Regions from separate parts of the Mus musculus genome. Here region 2 is linked to region 1. A link is a contact called in public Hi-C data. All regions are on one chromosome and are shown on one strand. Each heading gives the region's core, a stretch centred on a gene start, on an enhancer-like site or on the middle of the called end of the contact. The rest is flanking DNA. Distances are from core to core; before and after follow the strand shown. Region 1 has its middle 10 kb from the start of Gm43700. Region 2 overlaps Gm7854 (predicted gene 7854).

Region 1 (4,657 bases), core at 708-3,207:
ACTAGGTATGCAGTCCCAACACCTGAATCTGATGCTTAAGACAGATGCTTCAGTAAACTCCTAATCAAAGCCAAAGTGATGATCAGAGACAGGAGGAATTCGGTAGGCCTGGAACTTGTCCTGCATCTACTTCCCTGTGTCTGGAACTGGCATCTCCCTTTAGTCCCTCAGCAGTTCTGCAAAATAGGGAAAAACAGCTTGAATTTATTGCCTCAGGATACATGGGAAGATGGGTCCTGCAGACCAGGTATAATCTTTCTCTAAGTGTACACTTTCCATTTGGTTAAATATAAAAATGTCAGTGTGCACTGCATTCGGACTAGCTGTGTGTCTAAGAGACAATGTCTCATTAAAGTCATGCTACAGTTTTTACACGAGAAGGCAGCTCATTTCTAAGGCTATAACAAAGCCATGACACAGTCCCACAAGGCAGCTTGTGGTCCTTATGCTGAGTCATTGATTTAGGAGAAACGTTGGTGTTTGGTGCATCCTTGTCCCAGAAATATCCATCACTTTGTCTTCATAAAACCTCTGTAAGACAAGCCATTCTTCCTTTGCATGGGTGATTAATGCAGGGAACCTGACAAGCCTTTCTAATGTATGCAATTAGCAATAAACATGGTCAAGAGTCAAATTCAGAGATCTGAAGAGCACTCTTCCAGAGGCAGAGGAGGTTCGATTCCCAACACTCACATGACAGCTGGCAGCCCTCTGTAACTTTAGTCCCAGGGAATCTGACACCCTCTTCTGGCTTTTAAGAGAAAAATACTATCCCACATAAAGTCAAATTAAATAAATTTCAAAAAAAATTAAGATTAAAACTCAGAAAATTCACTGAACATGGTGACTGGCACAAGCTTTAATCTCAGCACTTGAGAGGCAGAGGCAGGCAGATCTCTGAGTTTGCGGTCACCCAGGTCTACAGAGTGAGTTCCAGGTCATCCAGGGCTACAAAGAGAAACCTTTTCTCAAAATCAATCAAACAAAAACAACAGCAGCAGCAAACAGCAAACTCTGTCAGTTTGCTGACAAAGGCAGGCCTTCCTAACTCAGACTGACCGCTTTCTAACCTAAATTTCAAACCAGGTCTCCAGACTCCAGACTGTGTTTAATCTTCTCTCAGAGAGGATGCTAGCCAGGAAGAGCAGCCTAGTACCTTCCATGATCCCAGTGAGGATGAAAATTTGCAACTCAGAGTATGGAGAAAGATGAGGAAGGGATCAGAGGATCCAGGAATAGCCTTCCAAAAACACTGGGCAAATGGCAAAGGGCAAAGGGCCTGCATCCTGTGTGATAGCCATATGAAGGAATGCCCCAGTATGGTCCCATCCTGGCACAGAAGCATGCATGATTAGAACTATGGCTTCTAGAAGATTAGAACCATGCCTTCTGCATTTCACTATTTTGCTTACCAAGCTCAGTAACTGTCTACAGAGTCAATGAATAAAGAGCTTTGCTACTCCAGGTCTTTTTTTTTTTTTAAGGGTATTAGGAAAGTGAAAGGAGGGTGAGAAAACAAAACCCATGGGAGCTTGAGTGTGTCCAAAGTGCATTCAGGAGATTAATGAAATAGAAAAAAAGTGTGAAAGAGCTAAGACATAAATCTTGACTGGCAGAGAAAATACAAAGAGCAGAGCGGTCTGCAATATTTGAAGGGGGAACATAAGAACGGGAAGAATCATTTCTTGCCAGTTTTTAACATGGTTGGTGCAGAGACACGAGATCTGGATAGGCAATCTGGGACGGGGACTTTGGAGTTCCTAGACTCCAGACTCGGCTTTCAGTGATCTGGAATTAACTCCCTGCCTCTTCCACACTAACTCCACAAGTGCAAAGAGCCCTGATCATCCTAGGCAGGCTATCTGGCCAGTGAAGCTCACTATCTTGTAAGGAAGAGAGAGTCAAAAATAGCCAGGCAGCACAGTGGTGCATTTCACAATGGGAGGTGCAGCAGGACTTCGGTGGTTGACATGGCTTAGGAAACAGGAAGTCTCCCCTGGACAGGGGATGGTCAACTGAAATAGGAGAATGAGGAAATACCTGCCATTTCAGACAAGGAGAGCAGGCTCCAGGAAGAGGGAAAACTATGAGAGAGCGGAAGGCAGTCAGAACATGAGCGGGTATCCAGAAAACTAGGAGGGGATTGGTATATAAGAGCATCTGACAATTCAGAGACACTCAGTCCAGAGCCAGCAAGAACTGTCACATATTGGTAGGCCATCTTCAGAGCAGCGGGGAGCTTCCAGCACTTCAGCAGGATCAGACTTGTCTAATACTATGTCTCAGAGAGTAGATTTAGTAGTAAAAAAAAAAAAAAAAAAAAAAGGAAGCCATCATAGCCTCTGAAAAGAATGCATAAAGCTGTCCTAGGGGACTGGCACATGAGCTGAGTGTGTCCCAGCTCTGCCACAGCCTCACCACGCTGCTGCTCAATGACTCATGGTTTATTCTTAGTGTGTCTGTGTAGAAATGACAAGACGTTCCTGCCAAGCAAAATGCTAACTGGACAATGTGTTGTCAGAGAAGCACTTGGGACCACATTCAGGAAATTTCTTAGACAATCACAAGCAACTCTGTCTTATTTTTCTTTTTCCAAAGTTCTCCAGAGAGGATGACTTTGGGCCTTTCTGATCAATCTGAATGAATGGCATAGTCAAGGACTCATGGTATCTGCAAATGAAGTTTTTCTTTTAATACCAAACCAAGCATTATAAAGGTTCTACCAGCCAACCAAATTTTCTGTTTTCCATCTCTCCTTGAACATAAACTACTCCATGTCTCTTATTGACCATAGCCTTCCCCTTCATTCTCTAGCACCACCAAGTACAGCCAATGCATTTCCTTGGCTACATGGTACTAGCATTCATCCATGAGGCACCCTGACCCAACTAAGCCTGACTATAGATGGAACTCTCTTGCATGACCCTCTCATGTCCCAGCCAACCTAGGACTTCATGGCCTAGAAAAGTTGTGCAATTTGGTGTTGGCCTTCAGTGGGCCAGGGATGGGCACCAGATGAACACTGCGTGCCTGCTCTCTGGACAGACACTCACCCAAGTTCTCTACCCAATGTTCTATAGCCTGTGGCTTGATCTGTTGACATCATTTGCCAAGTAAGTGCATGGCCACAAGTCTAACTGGTAAGTCAAGCCACCATGATCAAAGCTTACATAACCCTGGCGAGGATCCCTGCTCTGTGTCCTATTTCCTCATCTGTTGTGTGGTGTTAATAATGGTATCTGCTTTGTGAGTTGTTTGTAGGGGTCAAATGAAACAGTTTGAGAAGCAGTTAATGAATATTTACTACCGCTACTGTGGTAATGATGGTGATAGGGATAGGGGCTACAAAGTTGGAAGGATTCTTTTACTACTTTGCAATAAAACTTAATGAGTGGTAAAGTGAGCCCAGACTTTGCCATGTTTCTCTAATGTATCTACTTGTGACCTCTACTTTCTAAAGCTGGGGTAGTAAAGGCAAATCTCTACAAGACTGTGGTTTGTGGCAAGTCTTTTCTACCCTGTGGGGAGCCTGGGATAGTAGAGCAGAAAGAGTGAATCTGGTCTCCCCTCTTGATGTTAAGGTAAGGACACCCTGGGGAAGCAGTTCCCAGCATGAGGTCGTAGAGCTAAGGCTGGAAGAGTTAGGTCTACACTGCAGGAGTCTTGATAATTGGTTCTGTCTGTACTGTGTAATGAGGCTACAATAAAGGGACACACACACACACATGCAAAAAAAAAAAATCAGCCTTTTCTGAGGATTGGAGCTTTCAATTCATGATGCCACATCACTTTTAGAGAACTAGAGGGAGTGGTGACATTATCCTTACTTTACAAGTGTGAATATATCATTTCCTGATGCAAAGAATGAGTATTCCAGGCTAGAGAATGGAGGTTTCATTTATTTCATGTATTTTAAGATGTAGGGACACTGAAACCTGATCAAGCTTTGTTGTGTCGTAACCTATTGCAGGCACTGCATGGCAAGGTAATGTCAGAGTCTTATATTATAACAAAGCTATCCCTATAATAACACGAGTCCATGTCACTCAGAACATAACACTTGAGCCAGTCACTTCCAAGTGCCCTCTCTTCTTAAATAGCATTAAAAGATATTAGTGAGGTTTTAGTTCTCAATGTATGAAATTTTCAGAACAAGGGATACCCATGCAGGAATCTTCCAGTGGTGGGTGTGTGTGGGAAGGTTGTGGGGAGGGTGTCTATATCTGTTTGTCTGTGTGTGTGTGTGTGTGTGTGTGTGTGTGTGTGTGTGTGTGTGTGTGTGTGTGAGAGAGAGAGAGAGAGAGAGAGAGAGAGAGAGAGAGAGAGAAGGTGAGAGAGAATCTTTCGTTTATAGAGTGAGTCCTGTATTTCAACCATAGAGGTCTAAGATTAAAATCCAGCTCCCTTCCCCTGCCAAGAACTCCAGGGTTTTGTTTTTTGTTTTTTGTTTTTTTGTTGTTGTTGTTGTTTTTTTTTGTTTTTTGTTTTTTGTTTTTTGTTTTTCCCTTCACCCACATTCATCTCTGGTGTTCCTGGGTCTTTGGCTATGTTCCAGTACCCTGTGGTGTGACCAGATGACTCGCCTGGTCTTTCTGGGCCCTTCCCTGAGCTTTTGAAACTAGCTGAGAGGACTTCAATCCTGGCAGGCAACAGACTG
Region 2 (4,657 bases), core at 1,055-3,554, 140 kb after region 1:
AGCAGAGGGCATCTCTAGACAACACCACGCTAAAGATGGTGCAAGCCTCCTGGACCAAGAGCTAAGAAAGTACGCATCTTGCTCAATGAACATTGGGGTAGGGTATGGAGGGTAAAAAAATAATAATGGATAAACAGCAGTAACTATTTACAATACAATAAAAAGTGGCACACTCTAATCCATATAATAATCTCACAATATTTTTGATAGGAAGTATAATCCAATAAATACTATGCAGTATTACTATAGTAAAAGAGATTGTATAATAAAGGTAAAATTGTTGTCTTGGTTACAATTTTTTCAGCTTGACACAGCTAGCCTCATCTGAGAAGAGGGAACCTCAATTGAGAAAATACCTGAATCAGATTGTCTGTTGGCAAGTCTTTAGGGAATTTGCTTGGTTAATGATTGAGGTAGGAAGTGAGTGGAGCCAGCTCTGTCCTGATGTTCTGCACAGTAAAAAAAAGTAGGCTGAGCAAGCTGTACAGAGCAAGCTAATAATCAATGCTCTTTCATGTTCTCTGGTCCAGTGCCTGCCTTTGGTTCCTGACTTGAGTTCCTATCCTGATTTCCTTCATAATGGACTATAAACTATGAGATGAAATAAAACCTTTCCTCCCCAAGTGATTTCTGCTCATGGTGTTTGTCACAGCAGTAGAAAGCCAAACTAAGTATTAGGTATTAGTGGGATGAGAACAATGCATTATTAGGTAGATTCCAAACAGCAGAAACCCCAAATTAAAGATGAAATGGGATAGCCATTAACTTACTTTTAAGCTTCCTGACAGCCAAAATACAAAACAACACAAAACAACAAAAAGTATAGTCATTTAAAAAGACTGAAATATATCTTAGAAGATCAATGCTATTACTGGATGAGAATTTCTAGAGAAAATATATTTCCACACTTTTTCTAAGGTGTTCAGTTAGTGTAATAGCATGGAGCCATCAATAGTATCCTTGAGCTAAATGTAGCAATGTAACAACAAGCTTGTCAATAAAAACCACATACTTGGATTGCTTTGAGATACTGGGATTAAACCAAAGCAATTCACAGACACTATGAATTAATTAAAGAAGAACTTCTAGAATTACATATAAAATGAGAATCCTAAGGAATACAAGAAGAGATGATCTCAAAGTTACTTTGTCTTGGTCATTGAAAGGTTATTTTTATTTCTTAGGAAAAATAATTCAAGAAAACAAAATTAATAATGCTTTGAAAGAAAAAGCAGAAAACTTCCATGAAAGGATAAACCAGTTGTGTCAATCACCTTGAATTATATATTAACCCCCATGAGCCCCACTTGCATGGTCTTCCACCATCATTTCTTGTGGAACAAAGTCCTATTTGAATCATTGTCCCTTGCTAAATGCCACACATATTTGCACATAATAGTTAACCCTGTGTGTGTGTGTGTGTGTGTATGTGTGTGTGTGTGTGTGTGTGTGTGTGCCCGAGGCAATTATGTTTGTCTCTCAGCTTGATTGGGTTAAAAACACTTAAGGAGTTAATAAAATACCTCTGGGTACGTTTGTGACGGTACTCTCCAGAGACTGGATCAGAAGTTCTATGACCTAGTGAATAGATTACTCCCTTGATTAGTTCACAATAACACTGTATTATGGGAAGTGGTGGAAGGAAGGGGGCAGGCCTAGCTGGAAGAAGTGGGTCACTGGTGGTATGCATCTGGTGGTTATATCTTGTGCCAGTCTCTTCCTGTGCCCTGTTTTCGGTGCTTCCCATTCAGCCTGGCCACATGTTCTTACCATCATACTGTTCTGCCCAAGTGCACTGTGCCACAAAACTAGAATATGAAATGAATCCTCTGAAACTATGTACCTCCCTCCTTAAGTAGCCTTTTTTTTTTTTTGTCTTTTCCTCCCTTTTTGGTCATGACCATAAGAAAAAATGAACAACACAGCACATTTTACTGTAATTGTTTAATGTCTGACTTCCCTGCTGGAAAGATGAGAAACTGGCTTCTTTGACATGTCAATTCTTGGTATGGTACATGGTTCAGTATGGAAAAATAATCAATAAGCTAATTCACTACAGAAGTCTGGACTTTGGGGACCATATTATATGCCCTCAAAATGTTTAAATCCTAACCAAGATAAGGGTTTGTTTTTAGAGTAGATGAGCTAAAATGAGATTGCATGGAGAGCTGGATGTAGATATGTATCTGGAGAAACCAAGGTGCGAATAGTCAGGTATGAACACAATCCTGGAAGAGGCAGCTTCCTTCCCAGACTTCTGGAGGAACCTTGTGAACAGTCTGACCTCACTCTTGTGTCTTTCACACAGCCAGACAGGAAGTTCCTGTTGTTTCAAATCTTAGTTCCTTTTATGAAATGGCCTTCACTTAAGTCACTACAGTGACCTTAAGATCCTTTCTGTGGTCCACTTTCTACAAATAGGGTTTTCCTCACGAGGCTTTATAAGGACAGAGAAGGCTACACTGCCTTAGTCAGCAGCCATACTATGGTGACAAAGGCCATACCTATGTGGAGTCTGACATCTGTTCCAGTAAAGATGGCGCCTTTCTCCCCATTTCCCAGGCTTCTGTGAAACACACTCACACGCATCCATCTTACAATACAACCTCCGATGCTAACTTGCTTATGATTTTGACCAGTTGACTAGACTCCCTGGGTTTCCTCATGCTAAGACACAAGTGGAAGAATCTATGAAAGTCTAAATTATGGCATTAGACACGAAACTCCTAATCTGGTCCCCAATGCACATTAAAGAGTCTGAAAGCTGTCAGTGTACTCCCTTTGCTTTCTTGTTCTGCTTGTACTGAAATATAGATTTCCTCTCCAAGAAAGTGAGTAGGCTCTTAAATGCTATAACAATGTTAAGGCATTTTCCTTTAATATTATAATTTAACAATCTTGTACACTATTTAGAAGGTCAAGGAGATAGTTTGGGAAAAAAAAGAAAAAAAAGAAAGATGATAAATAGATGCCATTTCAGTTTAAGAGGAGAAATACAGTGTGTGTGTGTGTTTGTGTGTGTGTGTGTGTGTGTGTGTGTGTGTGTGTGTGTGTGTGTATGCACATGAACCACACATCCAAACTGGCATTTTAAATTTCTCATTAAAAAACAATTCTGGTTCATTGAGTTTACTTATAAACTCTGGCTAAGGTTTACACTTAAACAAATGTGTTTAATTCCATTGCACACCACCAAATTAGTCTAAGTGTAAACTCAAACTCCATATCTTACAAATGTGTTTTTCCATGCTCCTTTGTTCTAATTTTCATTGTTTAATTTTTTTTCTGCATCGCTTTTCAGTAACTATGTGTTCTTTACCAAGCCAAGGAGGGAAAACCAAACAGAAGCCGGGGAGAAGAGATATAAATGTGAAGCTGTTAGATTCCAGCGATTGCTTTCTAAAGAGTAAAGCTACCACTTGAGCCAGGACTAGCTAGAGAGAGATTGTGTTGGCACAAGTCCATTTCTGATGACTGGATTGGGGGAAATCAGCACTTTTGTTTCCTCAAAGCCCTCAATACTTTTGCAAGAAAATTCAGACTTAGGTCAACACCATATTACATAGAATGACTCCATTTCAACTACTAAACAGGGCCCAGCATGGTATACAAGTTAAAAGTCCCAATGAACACAGATGAGCATCTATTAGGAATTCCCACCACACTGTTGGAATTCAGGTTTGAATCCTAAAATGTTTGATGAGATTAAAATAAACAGCTGGTCAGTTCTCTCCAAACAGAAACACGAATGCTAAGGAGAACTGATAGCTGTCATTCTAACATCAGACAAAGAAGCAAGAAAACCATAAAAAGTACTCATAAACATATGTAACCCAGGAAGGTTCTCTTGCAGAGACACAGAGTATTAAATACAAGACATTATCAGGCCATTCTCTAATATAATCCAATAGGAAAAGACAAAGTCGCTGTACCCATCCTGCAGAAGGCTGAGAAATCAGAGCTAAGTACTCTGAAGGGCCCTTTTCCAGGTCCTTAGTTTCTACTTAGAAACACTGTTAATCTCCCAAAGCCATTCTTCCTCTCTAAATGAGCAGAATGATTCTGTCACTGATGACCCGCAATACTTTGGAGCTAGAATGTCCCCCAAGGGATCATGTGTTAAAGATTTTGTCACCAGCCTGTAGAACTTTTGGGAGGTGATTAAACTACTAGGAAGTGGAGTCTTCTGCAAGGAACTTACGTCATTTGGGGTTTGAGCTTCAGGTTACAGTCCATCATTAAAGGAAGTCTTGGCAGGAAGCTGGAAGCAGGAACTAAAGTAGAAACCATGGGAAGACAATGGTTACTGGTCACTCTCTGGCCACTAGCATAAAGCCCAGGCCCACCTCTCAGGGATGATACTGCTCACAGTATGCTGGGCCCTCCCATGTCTACCAAGAAGATGCCCCTACAGACATGCCTATGGGCCAATCTGATGGAAACAATTCCTTAACAGAGATCCCCTTTTCCCAGGTATGCCTAGGTATGTTTCAAGTTGAAAAACAAAACAACAAAACATCTAGTATCTTCATTAGAGTCTAATCTTATCCCAAATTCGCTTTTATAGTAAATATACTCCTGCCATAATTAATCTGCTTCTGAGATAATGACTAATTAATTAATTGATCTATTCATTAATTTATCTTGCCTTAATAAC

The links. Hi-C and Micro-C count contacts between places; a contact is called where the count stands out from the background.
Region 2: a Hi-C map of bone marrow-derived macrophages shows a contact between it and region 1, with 1.7 times the contacts expected there. The contact joins two enhancer-like sites. A contact is called at or near these places in 2 of 484 Hi-C or Micro-C datasets (bone marrow-derived macrophages and macrophages) and 2 of 115 datasets of contacts at active chromatin or transcription factors (microglia and neural progenitor cells).

Annotation. Positions count from the first base shown.
Region 1 is chr5:43,046,459-43,051,115 of GRCm38.p6, forward strand. No RefSeq gene overlaps it. Among named protein-coding and RNA genes, the nearest start is that of Gm43700, 10 kb to the left of the region's middle. Within about 2 kb of position 1,958, at least 91 of the 459 cell types and tissues checked have an H3K27ac peak or open chromatin away from gene starts, as enhancers often do. A contact at or near this core is called in bone marrow-derived macrophages and microglia, where this site is marked.
Region 2 is chr5:43,183,332-43,187,988 of GRCm38.p6, forward strand. Gm7854 (predicted gene 7854) reads right to left here. Exons shown (of 8, transcript NR_028417.2): 5 at 4,202-4,274. Among named protein-coding and RNA genes, the nearest start is that of Gm46911, 25 kb to the right of the region's middle. Within about 2 kb of position 2,305, at least 24 of the 459 cell types and tissues checked have an H3K27ac peak or open chromatin away from gene starts, as enhancers often do. A contact at or near this core is called in bone marrow-derived macrophages and microglia, where this site is marked.